3 separate regions of the Mus musculus genome follow, and all the other regions are linked to region 1. The links are chromatin contacts, called in public Hi-C and promoter capture Hi-C maps. All regions are on one chromosome and are shown on one strand. Each heading gives the region's core, a stretch centred on a gene start, on an enhancer-like site or on the middle of the called end of the contact. The rest is flanking DNA. Distances are from core to core; before and after follow the strand shown.

Region 1 (4,566 bases), core at 1,341-3,840:
GCTCACTATAACGCCTTTAGCGTATGTCTTGAACTTGAGTCACCTACTTCCTGAGTGTAAGTTCTAAAATGCCTTGTAGGACACTGAAGTGTGTTCTGTACAGGGAGGAGTGTGTAATGGTGAGTAGAGGCAGAGAGGAGAACTGAGGAGGGTAAGTATTGTGTGCCTGACACTTCTTCGGAAGACGTGAATAAATGTCTACTAACTGGAGCTAGGGAACCAATGAATGGATAAAGTATATAATTCCACCAGAGTCCAACTTGGGAAGCCAGTGAATTTTGGGGGGAGGGTTACTCACTGGAATACATTAGAGGAACGGGATGACTAGTAAGGAGCCATTTCACTAACCAGCCTGCTGCGATCTGGGTAACAGCTCACTGAGACAGCAATTCTGGAGCTCTTTGTCTGACGGGCAGGCAGCTCCTCACCTCTAATCCTCCTCTCCCTAGCACTATTCAGTGGCCTTCTTTAACATGTAGCCTTCAGCTTTCCCAGATTTGTAAGCTCTGTTGACTTCCTGAGTCTCATAAGCATCCCTCCTGCTTTAGGAGGGAAGGTTCAACCAGGAGGAAATTGCTACACAATGGTGAGGGAAGCTTGCAGGTTCTACCTGATGGTGACTATTACTGCTGCGAGTGCGAGGCAAAGGCAGATGGCATTCTAGACCCTTGTTATAATGCCTATTGATGTTCCAGCCTTCCCAGGTTCAACAACACCATCACATGGAAAGAGCATGCTAGTCAATGATTGAAACTGATCTTGGCATAAACACCCACTTTGTCCTGGCACCATTTGGGCATACAGCACGAAACAAAACAAAGGAAAATGTCTCTTCTCAAAAACTAGCATTTTACTGTTTTGGTGATATTTGGAGTTCATCACTATCATTCATTATCAGCTATCAACCTTACTTCAGTTTGGCTGAGAGAAAAGCAGACTTCTGACTTCCCTTGAGGGTCTGCCTTCAATCCTCAGGCAGAAGCCAGAAAGAAAATCTTAAGTTCAGACCTTCTGCTACATTGTATGTCTTGACAAGAAGAGCTGAAATTATGGATTTATGGTCCAGGATTTTGTTTCCATTCTGATTACCAAAGTAAGATAGCCAAAGGTGGGTTCTGCTGGAGCCTCTCTGCCTTGTTTTGGTCTTTAAGGGTCTGAGTAACCCCAGGCCAAGGCTAGATAAAACAATAGGCTCACCTGCCACTGTCTCTTCCAGTGTCAAATCCAAGCTTTCCTGCGTGTAGAAATTCACAGATCTTTAATTTTGTACTATCTGCTGTCCTGGACTCACTCGAAACTCTTGTGTAAGGTTACTTTCATGTAGCCCTAAGTTTGGTGGAATCACATGAAAATTTAAAATACTTTAGCAGGCAGTGAGTGGAATTGCTACTATAATTCTTAAAGCACAGAACAGACTTAATGAGGCCAAGGAACATTTCTTGATGTCCAGAGAAATTGGTTTTAAAAAAAAGGCACCCAGTTATGAACTTGTTTAAAAAGCTCTCAGATGGAAATCTTGGAGCAGACTGCCACCTTCAGGATAACTAACAAATTAACTCACTGAACACGGTTTTAGCTTCTACATAACCCATCTCCAGAGACAGGTTTCATAAGCAACAGTGAGAACTTTACCCCTCTAGTGTTTTCTCTATTATGAAACAGTTTAATTAGTAATAGTCCTTAAAAAAATGAAAACCCCTCCCCCTAATTTTTTTCTTTAAGTTGGTTAGACACAACTAATCTATTCACCTAACCAACCAGGCTAAAATCTTTAATAGATTTCACAACCACAGTCTGGGAAAAATATTAATTCGAAAACTTATTTTCTTGCTGGTGGGCTTTAAAAACTATGGGCCAATCACATTGAATACTTTCGGAAACGTAAAAGAAGGAAGAGACAAAGGGTGGGTGGAAGAGAAGGGGAAAGGAAGATAGAATGTGTACCGTAGATTTTTTTTTTCTTTTTCCAAATACAGCGTTAAGTTACACCAGGGTTTGCCAAGATTACAGAGACTCGAGAGGCAGTAGAGCTGAGAAATGGGGCTGAGAAGAGCACGGTGATTCAGCGCTAATGGAGGAGTATGTCAAGTTAGTACTACTTATGAGAGAAGGGGAAGGAAAGCCTAAAACTCATAGCACTAGGGACAAAGTGGCAGGAAAATGGTATGTCAAGATAGTGAAAGAGTTAAAACAAACAAACAAAACCAACACAAAATTGGCTCAGAAAGCTCCAGGCAAGGGACAGGAAAATAAGGGCTGTTAGAATGGAATTGCGGCTGAGAACAAATATTCTCAATTTCTCAAAAGCATGGGCAGGTAAATTCAGAACCTTGACCCTGCGCTCTGCCCTCTGAAGAGGTTGGAAGATCTCCGCTCCACACTGGCTACTCGGGATTTTGCAACCGTGGGATCACAGCAGCTCATCCTTAAAGACTCCGGAGTCGCCGGCCGGCGTCCCTGACAACGCCCAGATGTCTGCGCATGCGCCTGTGCGGAAGGGTGGGCGGGGCGGAGTCCAGGGTGCGTCCTCCCGGCCACCAGGGGGCGACGAGCGCGTCCTCGGCGTTTTACCGGTGCCTGGCCCCTGGTGTGCGCATGCTCCGTGCGTACAGAGGTCACCGGTGCCGGTGGCTTCTACACGTGCGTAGTGAACTAAGGGCATCATGATTTAGAGATGGGGGCTCGCGTGACCCGCGCCTTAAGGAACTTCAACGTGGAGAAGCGAGCGGAGCGAGAGATCAGCAAGAGGAAGCCCTCCATGGCACCCAAGCACCCTTCTACCCGCGACCTCCTGCAGGAGCACCGGAGTCGTGAGTGCAGTCCCTCCCAGGCCTCCGGTGACATTGAGGTCGTCCCCGCGCGGGCCCCGGGTGGTGGCGGCTGGAAGGAATCCCGGAGCCCAAGGCAGCCCGCGCTCTCTCCCGGCGTCTGCGCAGGCTGCACGCAGACTCTCGTCCAAGTGTTTGCCCCAAGATGTCCAGATGATTTTTTTTTTTAATATTGTACATGTTTACGAGTTTAGAGATTTTTTTCCTTAAAAAAAAAAAAAAAAGATACTATGGCTTATTTTCTTTCCTTAGAGTATCCAGAAATCGAAGAAGTTGTTTCTAAAAAAGATAACAAGCTGCTGTCATTGCTAAGAGATGTATATGTCGATTCCAAAGATCCGGTGCCTGCCTTGCCGGTAATGTATACGTTAATTAAGTTGGCAGTTTATTTTGGAGGTCTGAGAAAGTGATCAAGAAAAAGAGGGCAACGAGTGAAAGTGCAAAGTGTGTGTGTGTGTGTGTGTGTGTGTGTGTGTGTGTGTGTAGAGGGGAGCAGTCAGTGTAGAGCACAGACAGCTAGACACAGGCAGGCCTGGACCCCCTTCGATACTTAGGGTATACTTAGGGTATACTTAGGGTATACTTAGGGTATACCGAAAGACCTGTGAAGGGATTGATTGGATGGACCTGTGTGAATTGTTTATTGCAGAAGTTGTAGGGTTGGGTTACGGCATTTTTTAGTGGTTTTCTGAGTGACCAGTATGACTTTGAGAGCTATTTCATATTCTGTAAATTAAGATGCTCTTAATGACAACCTCAGTGTTTGGGGGTTTGGAGTGGGGGCACGTTCATAGTTTTGAGGATGTGTCCCAACAGGATATGTAATATTATATGTAAGTTAATATAGCATGCTGGAATGATGGGTATGTCTCCTGTGTCAGGTGTAAGTGTTGTGTGTAGTGATTAAAACAGTAATTACTCTCTGAGGCCCATGGTACGTTGCGGACCACAGACCATTCCGTGGATGAGCAGCTGTACAACTATAATGTAATTACGGGCTGGGGAAGATGAAAGGCTGCTTCTGAGGAAGTGACATTTAACCCTGGGCCTGGAGTGCAAATTGAAGTTGCAGCCTGGAAGGCAAAGAATTAGATTAAATGAAGAGGAAGTACCAGCCACAGCCCTCAAAGTTTTTTTTGTTTTTTGTTTTCATTACAAAACTTTTTTGTATTATCTAATACTGAGCAAAAGACTGCAATTACAGCTACTTCTATAATATTCATAATTTAATAGTGACAGTAGGATTTAGTTAGTACCAGATTTTCACACAATAAAGATACATTGATTGTTGGCCATAGTGTATTATTTTTAAGCTCAGCAATACTTGGAAGGAGGGTTTCCCATTTATGCTAAGTATGAGGTGCATGTGAGTGTGTGTGTGTGTGTGTGTGTGTGTGTGTGTGTGATTTTTGTGTAAAGATACTTATTTGATATTATACTTGGTATTTAGTCTGTTGAAGTGACCAGTTTAACCTCTTCAAATAGGTGCCAGTCACCTAACTATAATTTATTTACTAATTTTCTGACTTCTGTTTATAGACTTATTGGTTGTTTGGTTTTTGTTTCATCTTTTTCTTTTTCTTTTTCTTTTTCTTTTTCTTTTTCTTTTTCTTTTTTTTTTTTTTCCAAGATAGGGTTTCTCTGTGTAGCTCTGGCTGTCCTGGAACTCACTCTGTAGACCAGGTGTTTTTTGTTTCTTACCACTAGACCCATACTATCTCAATAAAGTGGTATGACA
Region 2 (4,566 bases), core at 1,287-3,786, 4.9 Mb before region 1:
GTATATGCCTGTTTTACATTAGTTGTTGAGACCACATCTCCTCCTTACATTACTGAACTCACTGCCAGACCTGGCCTCCAGCAACCAGGGAGCCAGCAATGGTGGCATATGTTTTTAATTCTGGCACTTCGGAGGCAGATAGATCTCTATATGTTTCAGGCAAATCACCAAATGACAGCATAACAGGACCACAAAATAAGAGGATTCCTTATAATTCCTGGGCAGGTGTTTCAGGAGTGATAGCTTAAAGTTAATTGGTAAGGAGGGGGGCTGTTAAGATGATGACAGGGGAGGCCAGAGGAGCTTTCAGAGAAATCCAGCAAACAAAGGAAAATATGTGACTTTTATACTTAACACACACACACACAGACACACACACACACACACACACACACACAGCATTTCATTGTGTAACCTCTGCTAGCCTTGAATTCCACCTGCCCCTGCCTCTTCAGTGCCAGAATAGAGGTGTGTACACCAAGTTACCTGGTGGTTGTTGGGTTTTTGTTGTTGTTGATGTTGGTTTTTTTGTTTGTTTGTTTGTTTGTTTTTTATAAGTTTTGATGGCGGGTAAGAAGTTTTACATCATTCGATTTAGTTTGGGATAAGTGACAAAGTGCATGGAAGAGCCAGGTGGTGGTCAGCAACACAGATTAGTGACTACTGTTAGTCCTCAACATAGAATAGTTGCTTGATTTTCTGTCCCAGGGAGAGAGGTACAAGGTGCATGGTCTGATGTCTTTAGGCTGGGGGATCAGGCTTCTTAGGTCTCTGTTCTAACAGGCACTAGCATCTTGGCCTCTGTTTATAGCCTCATAGCCAATGCCATCATGTATGGGAGTGGAAGGGTAAGAGAGTTCATATGATACAAAAGGAAGCAAGAGAACCAACAGGGGCATGTGTCGTTCCACGTACAACAACCCCCTTTTAAGGAAAGTATGCACTCCCGTCAGACTTGACCCATATCTGTGAGATAGCAGCAATCTATTTATGAGGGTGGAGTCCCCATGACCTAGTTTAGTAAGATCATGTAGTAGACACATATTTATACCTTGAGAAGTAGTAGATTACAGAATACGTGACTTTCCACCTCTAGCAGAAATTACCTAATAGCTTCCTAAAACAGTTAAAAATAATTGATAAGCTATCAGAACTATTAAAATTTAACATGGCCAAACCCATTCGTTTTTCATTAATACTTGATTTTTTAAATGTTTTATGATGTTCATAAAACTTGATATCTTATGAAAACATCTGACCATCAAAGTTATGAATGGATACACATATAATTTATATTTTCATACCAAAGTCTAGTATTTCCCCTTTCCCCTTTGTATCTTTTCTCTATCTGGATTTTATTTTTGTGAATAATAGCAGATAATTTTCCTCCTTTGTGGATAGATGCTGCTCCAGAGGCATGGATGCATATTTGCAATAGATCCTTATCAACTCAGGCTCAATCCTGCTTTGCATTTTCTCAATATCTTTCGACACTCCAGTCTACAATAGTCTTGCTAAACTAAACAATGTATTGCATTTCTTGATGAATGCCAGAACCTTGTCACTAGTTTTCCACAAGTCACATTGTATGTTTTTCCCCCTAAATTGTATACCTCTTACACAAATAACACCATTCAAAATACCGTTTCATCTTCAACAGATTTTCTATTTTAACCTGGAGTTTAGTTGAACCTTGATAGGAAGAAACTTACCTTGTGCTGCTGGCTATGAGTGCATGCATTTGAACATTCAAAATATATTAGTCAACCTGAGTTTTTAACTGCTTAGCTTTGCTCTTATCATTTTATAAGATACTAGTGGTTTTCTGGGGTTGCTGGTAACAGCGAAGTTAATCAAGCACTTTGTATCGAGTGTGGCCTGGTATTGTTTTTTGGGGGGCTAGGTGGCAAGAATCAGCCCCTTCCCTTGACAGGGTTCTAAAGGAAAGGGAGACACAAGTACTCTAAGTACTCTGTGCTTTTTACTTCCTCCAGACATCCTTGTGCCCAAATAAATATGTTATCAGTGGTTTTTCGGAAGTGAACCCCTGTCCTAACATCGAATGCTGTCAGGATATCAAAGCCAGAAAACCTATGCGTTTATGCAGCATAGTTCTCTGGTAACTTCTAGAACCTTGCGGGCCTTGCTGCTTGGTTACCGCACAGAGCCAGGTGGGACCCGAGCTCGCCATCAGGTCCCGGGGTGGTCGTATCCACTTGGTGTAGGTGACCTCGCCAGGCCACATAAGAGTTCACAGGGAGCATTCAGAGGTCTCCACAGCTGCCTTCGCGCGCGTGCCACTCGCTGGGCCGCGGGATGCGAGTTGCAGGTCGCGCGTTGGGCGATGGACAAGCTTGGAGCACGCTCCCAGAGCCTTCTGTCCCCGGCCCGCCCCCGGCCCGCCTCGGCCCGCCCCCGGCCCGCCTCGGCCCGCCCCCCGGCCCGCCCCCCGGCCCCGCCCCCGCCCGGCCCGCCCAGCTCCGCACCGCAAGCACCCGGACTGCACTTCCCAGAGGCCTGAGCGGCGCGGCCTTGCGCGCCCTCGAGCTTGGCACCGCCCAGGCCGCGAGACCGCGCCCCAACCTGGCCGCCGGGCGCGCGCCTGGCTGAAGAACCTTTTTAAGTGGGGGCGGAGGCCGGATTGCGATTGCGATCGCGATGGCGAACCTGGGCTACCTGCTGTGCTTGTTGGGTTTGCTACTATGCGGGCTTTCAAGTCCCGGGATGTCCAGACCCTACAACCATGGCTCCGAGAGGCCCATCATCGGTAAGGAGGCTTGGGGCAGGTGTTGCGGACCGGTAGTCTGCGAGGCGCTCTGTTTCTCAGCGGTGCAGACCCCGCGGCGCGCTTCTCATCAATGGGACCTTATGCTGATGTCCTTCTAGAGACCTCTGCATCTGGAGGATCGGGATCCCAATGAAGGCTCAGCTCTTCGCTACTACTTGGCACCCAAAGCAGCTAGAGGCGGTCCCGTAACTTTTAGGAACCACAGTTGAGGCAAACCCAGGATTTGAGGTTTCCGTGCGGGAAAAGAATTTTAAGGACAGTCAGTGTGAACCAAGCTAGGATGTATCAGAAGTAGGAAGAGAAGAGCTCAAGTTAAGAAGGAAGCAGAGGAGAAATCGTGCTGTGGGTTTCTCAGAGAAGACTCCACCTCGGCTGACCTAGTGCTCAATTTCGTAGTTCAAGAAGTTTCCAGAGGATCTCACTCTTTATTCCTGTTCTCGTAGTCCATAATGATAATTAAGATTATAGGACGGCTGCAGAGGTGCCTTGAATAAGATAAGAGCAAGGAGCTACTAGTGTTGCACAAGGGGTTAGTATGTGTCTTTTACTGTACATGAAGTTTCCAGTGAAATATCAGAGGAAATAACAGAGAAGGGAGAAAGACCTTAAAAATGTTAGTTTACTCTTGAGTGTTAACTGGTGAGAGGATTTAGTCAGATTTCAGGGTGATGGGTGCTTTTCCTGACCTGTGTTTCCACCATTTTCCCTGCCTTTCCAATCCCAGAAATTCTGCACACAGGTAAAACTTACGTTTCTTTGCTCCAGGACATACATGAAGATACAACACACACACACACACACACACACACACACACACATACACACACACATGAAATAGGTAAGAAACTAAAGTGTGTCCTGGACTTGGACTTTGCCATTTTTAGCATCAAGTATCAACATCGACTTTGAGGATTTGAATATTCATTTTATCTCAGCCAAATCGTGACATTGTTTCTGTCTGGCATATTTATGTTTCAATCAGGGTAAAACTGGTTTGCATTCATGTCAGACATTTGATAGCATCCAAGGAGAAATCAGCCTGTAGTTAAAGTTGACAAAAGAAATTTATAGGTAGACAAATGTAGGAATTTGACATTTATCTTATTTTTTTCTTCCTTGAAGTTGAACACTAAAGAGAAACTAGAAACTTGTTTTATGTATTCAGGAGTGGTCCGGTTTTCAAGTGGGTGGCTTACTAATATTTGGAACCCTTCCTTCAAAGCTATTTCCATAGATGGGTAGATTCTTCAAGTTGAGTCATGTAACATATGTAGTGAATTGCGTTTGTGGATCTAGCGAATAGAAAAAAAAATTAAAAGATGACAGGAGATTTTGTTTCTTAGAATTTTGGCAACTCTAAGTTGCATATAACAAAAGAGAGAAAGTATGGTTTTGGCTAACCTAATCAATTATGTTTTCCTTTTATACTTAGAGTTTGTGTGTATACATGTGCACATGCATGTGCATGCTTCTCACATACACCTATGGAGGTCAAAAGACAACTTCAGGAGTCAGTTATCTTTCTCCACATGAGTCCTGGGGATCTAACTCAGGCCCTCAGACTCAGCAGCAAGTGCCTTTACCTACTGCTAAATGATGGTGAAGCCACCTCTCCAATCAATTAAGATAATATTGTCGATTGGGCATGTAATATGGATACTTTATTACTGTAGGAAACACAAAGTATTCAAAGACAAGGAAGCCACAGAAGTGGTGAAATAGCCTAAAGTGTACAAGCCATCATTTGGGAGCACATGTTGAGACCAGGGCATACAATC
Region 3 (4,566 bases), core at 550-3,049, 3.0 Mb before region 1:
ATTGAAGTTTCTAAACTGAACTAGTGATAGTGAGTGTATATCTGTGTTAGGGTGCCCACAAGGACCTGAAGAGGGTGTTAGGTGCCCTAGATAGGGAGTTACATATGGTTGTGAGTCACAGTGTGAAAACTGAAACTTGGGTCCTCACTGAGCCATTTCTCCAACTCCCCTGTAAGTTCAGTTTTAAATAGAATGTGGCAATATAGAATTTCTCAGAGTGGATACCGTGTGATAGACTTTTTGAGTAAGTCCAAGAACTCATTCAGCTGGATGGATGTAGTAGATTGTTCAAAGGGATAAAGCTTGTGTAGACATAAAGTGACTTACCCTTCATTTTTTATTAAAGAACTAGAACACATTGCAAATGTTAAATGGGTGTTGAGTTTTCTAAAATATGTATGAGCTAGTTTACAGCTTGTTCATAAGTAAGACTGGAGTTACTCTGGAACTTTCCTACAGTAATGGCTACATACTGCATTACAGTCACCACAATTTTATTTCTGACACAGCTCAACTGAACTTACAGAAAAGCGTTTTGTTGCTGCGTGGGGGGATTTAGAGGGTTCTTTGCTTCCTACCAGTATTTAAGCATATCACTTCCTGCCTTTGCTGAAGCGAGACTGGGATGGCTATGGAGCTGTGTGGTGTACACTTAATGTTAAGTACAGTCCATGCACAGAAGTCCTTAAGAGTGTTAACCATGATTTTCCGTGGGTCTGTCAATCCAGCAAAAACATGACACTTCAACTTGTGTATAAAACTTTCCACCTTCATTTGGAGAAATGGCCATATACCTCCAAACACAGGGACCTCTGACAGTGATAGAGCAGCTGGTTTTCATACAGCTTATGAGGTTAGTATTTTAGCTCAGAGGATGAGAGCTTAGTAAGTTTCCCCGATTTAAAGGACAGCACTGCCTGCTGAAATGTAGAATGACGCCCTAAATTTTAGGAGTTTACCCTTCTTTTTATGAGGGCATTATTTTTTATTTTGTTGTTTGTTTTTTAACCGTTCCTGGTTTGCTTTTAGTTGCTGGGATAAAACACTGACTAAAAGCAACTCTAGGAAGGGTTTCTTTCTCTTTGGCTTAGAGATCCTAATCAATCATTGAGGGAAGTCTGGGCGAGATCCATAAATGCAAGCTTCAGATACAACCCAGTTCCACTTTCCAAAGGGCTGAACATCAATCAAGAAAACGCCGCCCCACAAACACGCAGTTCAGTCTAATGAAGGCAATTCAGGAGAGGGTCCCTGTTTCCTGGTGAATCAAATTAATGTCAAGTTGACAAAAAAAAAAAAAAAAAAAAAAACTAGTATGAACTTCATATTAGATTCATACTAGAATCTTTCATACTGCTCCGTTTCTACTTCCAATAAACGTCTAAACTGAGTGTAAGGAGTTTTCTGCTACATACGGTGTATCCTGAACAGAATAAAGGGTCAGTTTCAAAGAATGTACTTTAGATGTGGACTTCTGTTCTCTGTGATTACTTGAGCGCATTGAAAGAGAATGGGTTTCTCGGAAAAAGCATTTCCGTACTTGATTTTAAGCATTAGAGTCGGTTTTCCAAGACTGAGGAGATAGCTCGTAAATACGAAAACAGCACGGCGTGACTCGTAGGACGAGAAGGTAGGTAGGTCTTCGTGGCCTTTTATTAGGAACATCTCTTTATTTCATTGCAGACATAATTTGATAGAGGAGCTCGAGTTAACGGTGACCACAAATTCACATTAACTAATGCAAATGCAAAAGCCGGCATCCGCGAGTGTAGGAGGCGGAACCCTTCCGCTGGGGATTTGTTGTGAGGAGGGACCGGAAAAGGAGTAGGATTCTAGTCGCGATGTGGAGAGGTGGAAGGCTGGGCTCTCGTGGGGTTCGTCTCCTGGAAACGCTAGGGTTTGGGTGCCCCAGCGCGGTCGCCCAGCCTCCTCGCCTAACTTCACGGTCGGGTGAGTGTCGCCGGCGCGGAGGTTCTTCCGCACGCCTCGGGTGCCGGGGCGGCTCTGCGCAAGCGCGGCAGAGAGCGGTGGGCTGTCCGGCTCCGTGGGGTCTGGTTAAAAGCAGCGCCGCGCTGCCCCGTCCTCATCCCTGGTGACCTCCGGGACCTGGTGTTGCTCTCTCCAGCGGCTACAACCCTCCAGGTCTGAGAAGCCAGGGGAAAAAGGCTGAGGACTAAGGATCTGGGCCTCGGAGAGCGTGTCTCTTGTGCCGCCGCCGCCGGGTAGCCCACGACCTTTGCCCTATTTTATTTGCGTTCTATGAGCTTGTGGCCCGGGAGCCGCCATTCAACTTGCTGGATCCTGGAGGTGGTTCTTGCTTTCCAAACCAAACCAAGAAAGACACACGGGGAACGTCCTAGCGCTGCCTCACTACTTTATTGCTCACCATCTTACCGTCCCCGCCAAAGAATTTAAGGCATTTATGCTCTTGTTTGGCAAATAAAGTAAAGAGCTAACTGCATTTGGTGCTATAGATTTTTAAACGCAAGTAGTACGCAGATAATTAGGTTCAACCTTTACAAGAAAATGACCAGGCCGGGCGTGGTGGCACACGCCTTTAATCCCAGCACTCAGGAGGCAGAGGCAGGCGGATTTCTGAGTTCGAGGCCAGCCTGGTCTACAGAGTGAGTTCCAAGACAGCCAGGGCTACACAGAGAAACCTTGTCTCGAAAAACAAAAACAAAAACAAAAAAAAAAACAAAAAAAAAAAAGAAAAAAAAAGAAAAGAAAATGACCACTATATGGTAGAGATTGGTATGGTTGGGAATTTTAATATGACAGTAACAGCAATAATACCTATTTAAATACTACTGAAAAAAATAATTATAATTTTTAAGAGAGCAAGATATAAATAAATATTAATGAACTTGGAGATCTAGATGGAATTACGATTCCAACTTTAATTTTCTGGAGAGATGATTTTATACTCTTCTATTGTCTTTTATAAGATTTTATTGTCTTTATATACATTTATACTCTTTTATTGTTTAAACTTTGTCTTCCAGAACAATCCGAGTCATTGTTCCAGAGATCCAGAACATCTCTGGTCCATTTTTTAGAAACCTTTTAATGTGTGTCTCATACATCAGAAGACCCACCTGCCTCGGCCTCCCAAGCTGTTGTGATTGGCATGTTCTTCCCTTACGTATAGTCACCTCCTCCGTGCCTTTGCCAGCTCTGCTGACATGATGCCATTGCTCTAATTTGTACTTGTCTCACCACATCTTCATGTCACTGCCAGTCTTTTCTGGTATGGGCATGGGTATGGGTGTTTGCTTGCATCTACAGCTGCAGACCACAGGCTGTGTGTGCCTGATGTCCTTACAGGCTAGAAGAGAGCATCGGATTCCCTAGGACTGTACGTCTATCGGTTGGAAACTGCCCCATGGATGCTGGAGAATCCAGTCCAGTTTCTCTGGAAGAGAAGCCAGTGTTCTTAACTGCTGAGCCACCTCTCCAACCCTCATCGCCCATTTAAAAGATAGACTTTTGGCTTATAGCAGCCTTGGCTGATGGTTATTTTCTTTAAGAGCTTAGAATGTATTTTATTTCATGGTTTCTTGTTTTTGAGGATTGTTGATCAAGAGAGCTGGAGTTAGTCTCATGTTTCGACTATATAGGTGATTTGTGCATATTTTTCTTCTTATATTTTTGGTTGTGAGCCTACCCTTTAACAGCTGAGCCATCTCTCCAAGCCCATATTTTTCTTCTTATAGTTTGTAATATTGTTTCTTTACTTTCGTTTAAAAATATTTCTATTTTTAATTATGTGTATGTGGGGGCAAGGGTATGTGCACATGAGTGTGGGCACCTGCAGAGGCCAAAGATTTTGTATCCCCTGGAGCTGGAGTTACAGGCAGCTATGAGCAGCTTGACATGGGTGCTAGGAACTGAACTCTAGAAGAACTGTGTGTGCTCTTAACCAATGGTTGACTGTTTTTGATAACATGACTGTAATGTCATGGAGAGGTTTGTCTCCAGTCGCAGGTATTTGGGGTTCCAAGTCTCCAGATGTGTTTTGAATATCTGTTTCTTTCTGAAGATTTGAGGAATTTTTTTCCTCTGATGCCAGTGAATGGATATTCTGTGTGATTGGTGTTTATCTCAGCTTGTTCTTCTAGCCCATGATTTTTAGATTTCTTCTTTCAGTTGTATCTCATTTTAGTTCTTTTCCTTATTGGCATTTGAATATAGTGTTAGTCACCCTTGGCCTCTAGTTATATGACTCTACTTGATTCTATTGATGATGTTTTCCACTGTATTATTTACCTACTTATTTACTGAGGTCTTACTTTCTAACATTTCTGTTGGTTTTGTTTTGTTCAGGCTGTGGTTTTTGTTTGTTGTCTTGTTTTTCTTTTCAGATTTTGGGCGTGGGGTAGTTTTGCTGCTGCTGACCTTTCATCCACGTTGCTGACTTCTTCCACTCTGTTGTCGAGTTTCCTCTTTTGGACCTGTATTGGGTTCATCTTTTTATTTGTATACTCTTTGGGTCATTGATCATTTTCATGAGAAGTCATTTGAAATCTTTATCCGGTACTTGACTTTTCAGTATCATTGGGTTCT

The links. Promoter capture Hi-C pulls out the DNA fragments that hold promoters and counts their contacts. A called contact is a pair of places that touch in the nucleus more often than the background predicts.
Region 2: a Hi-C map of CD8 T cells shows a contact between it and region 1, with 10 times the contacts expected there. The contact joins the promoter of Ggh here to the promoter of Ndufaf4 in region 1. A contact is called at or near these places in 2 of 484 Hi-C or Micro-C datasets (CD8 T cells and rod photoreceptor).
Region 3: a contact with region 1 is called in a promoter capture Hi-C map of pre-B cells. The contact joins the promoter of Coq3 here to the promoter of Ndufaf4 in region 1. A contact is called at or near these places in 2 of 39 promoter capture datasets (cranial neural crest and pre-B cells).

What each region holds. Positions count from the first base shown.
Region 1 is chr4:24,895,493-24,900,058 of GRCm38.p6, forward strand. Ndufaf4 (NADH:ubiquinone oxidoreductase complex assembly factor 4) reads left to right here and starts at 2,591. Exons shown (of 3, transcript NM_026742.4): 1 at 2,591-2,810; 2 at 3,081-3,184. The coding sequence starts at 2,675. It overlaps Gm46848 (a long non-coding RNA gene), which reads right to left and starts at 2,630. Exons shown (of 3, transcript XR_001784261.2): 1 at 1,198-2,630.
Region 2 is chr4:20,039,516-20,044,081 of GRCm38.p6, forward strand. It overlaps Ggh (gamma-glutamyl hydrolase), which reads left to right and starts at 2,537. Exons shown (of 9, transcript NM_010281.2): 1 at 2,537-2,767. The coding sequence starts at 2,659. It overlaps 4930598A11Rik (a long non-coding RNA gene), which reads right to left and starts at 2,389. Exons shown (of 2, transcript XR_881147.2): 1 at 1,713-2,389.
Region 3 is chr4:21,877,847-21,882,412 of GRCm38.p6, forward strand. It overlaps Coq3 (coenzyme Q3 methyltransferase), which reads left to right and starts at 1,800. Exons shown (of 7, transcript NM_172687.2): 1 at 1,800-1,950. The coding sequence starts at 1,842.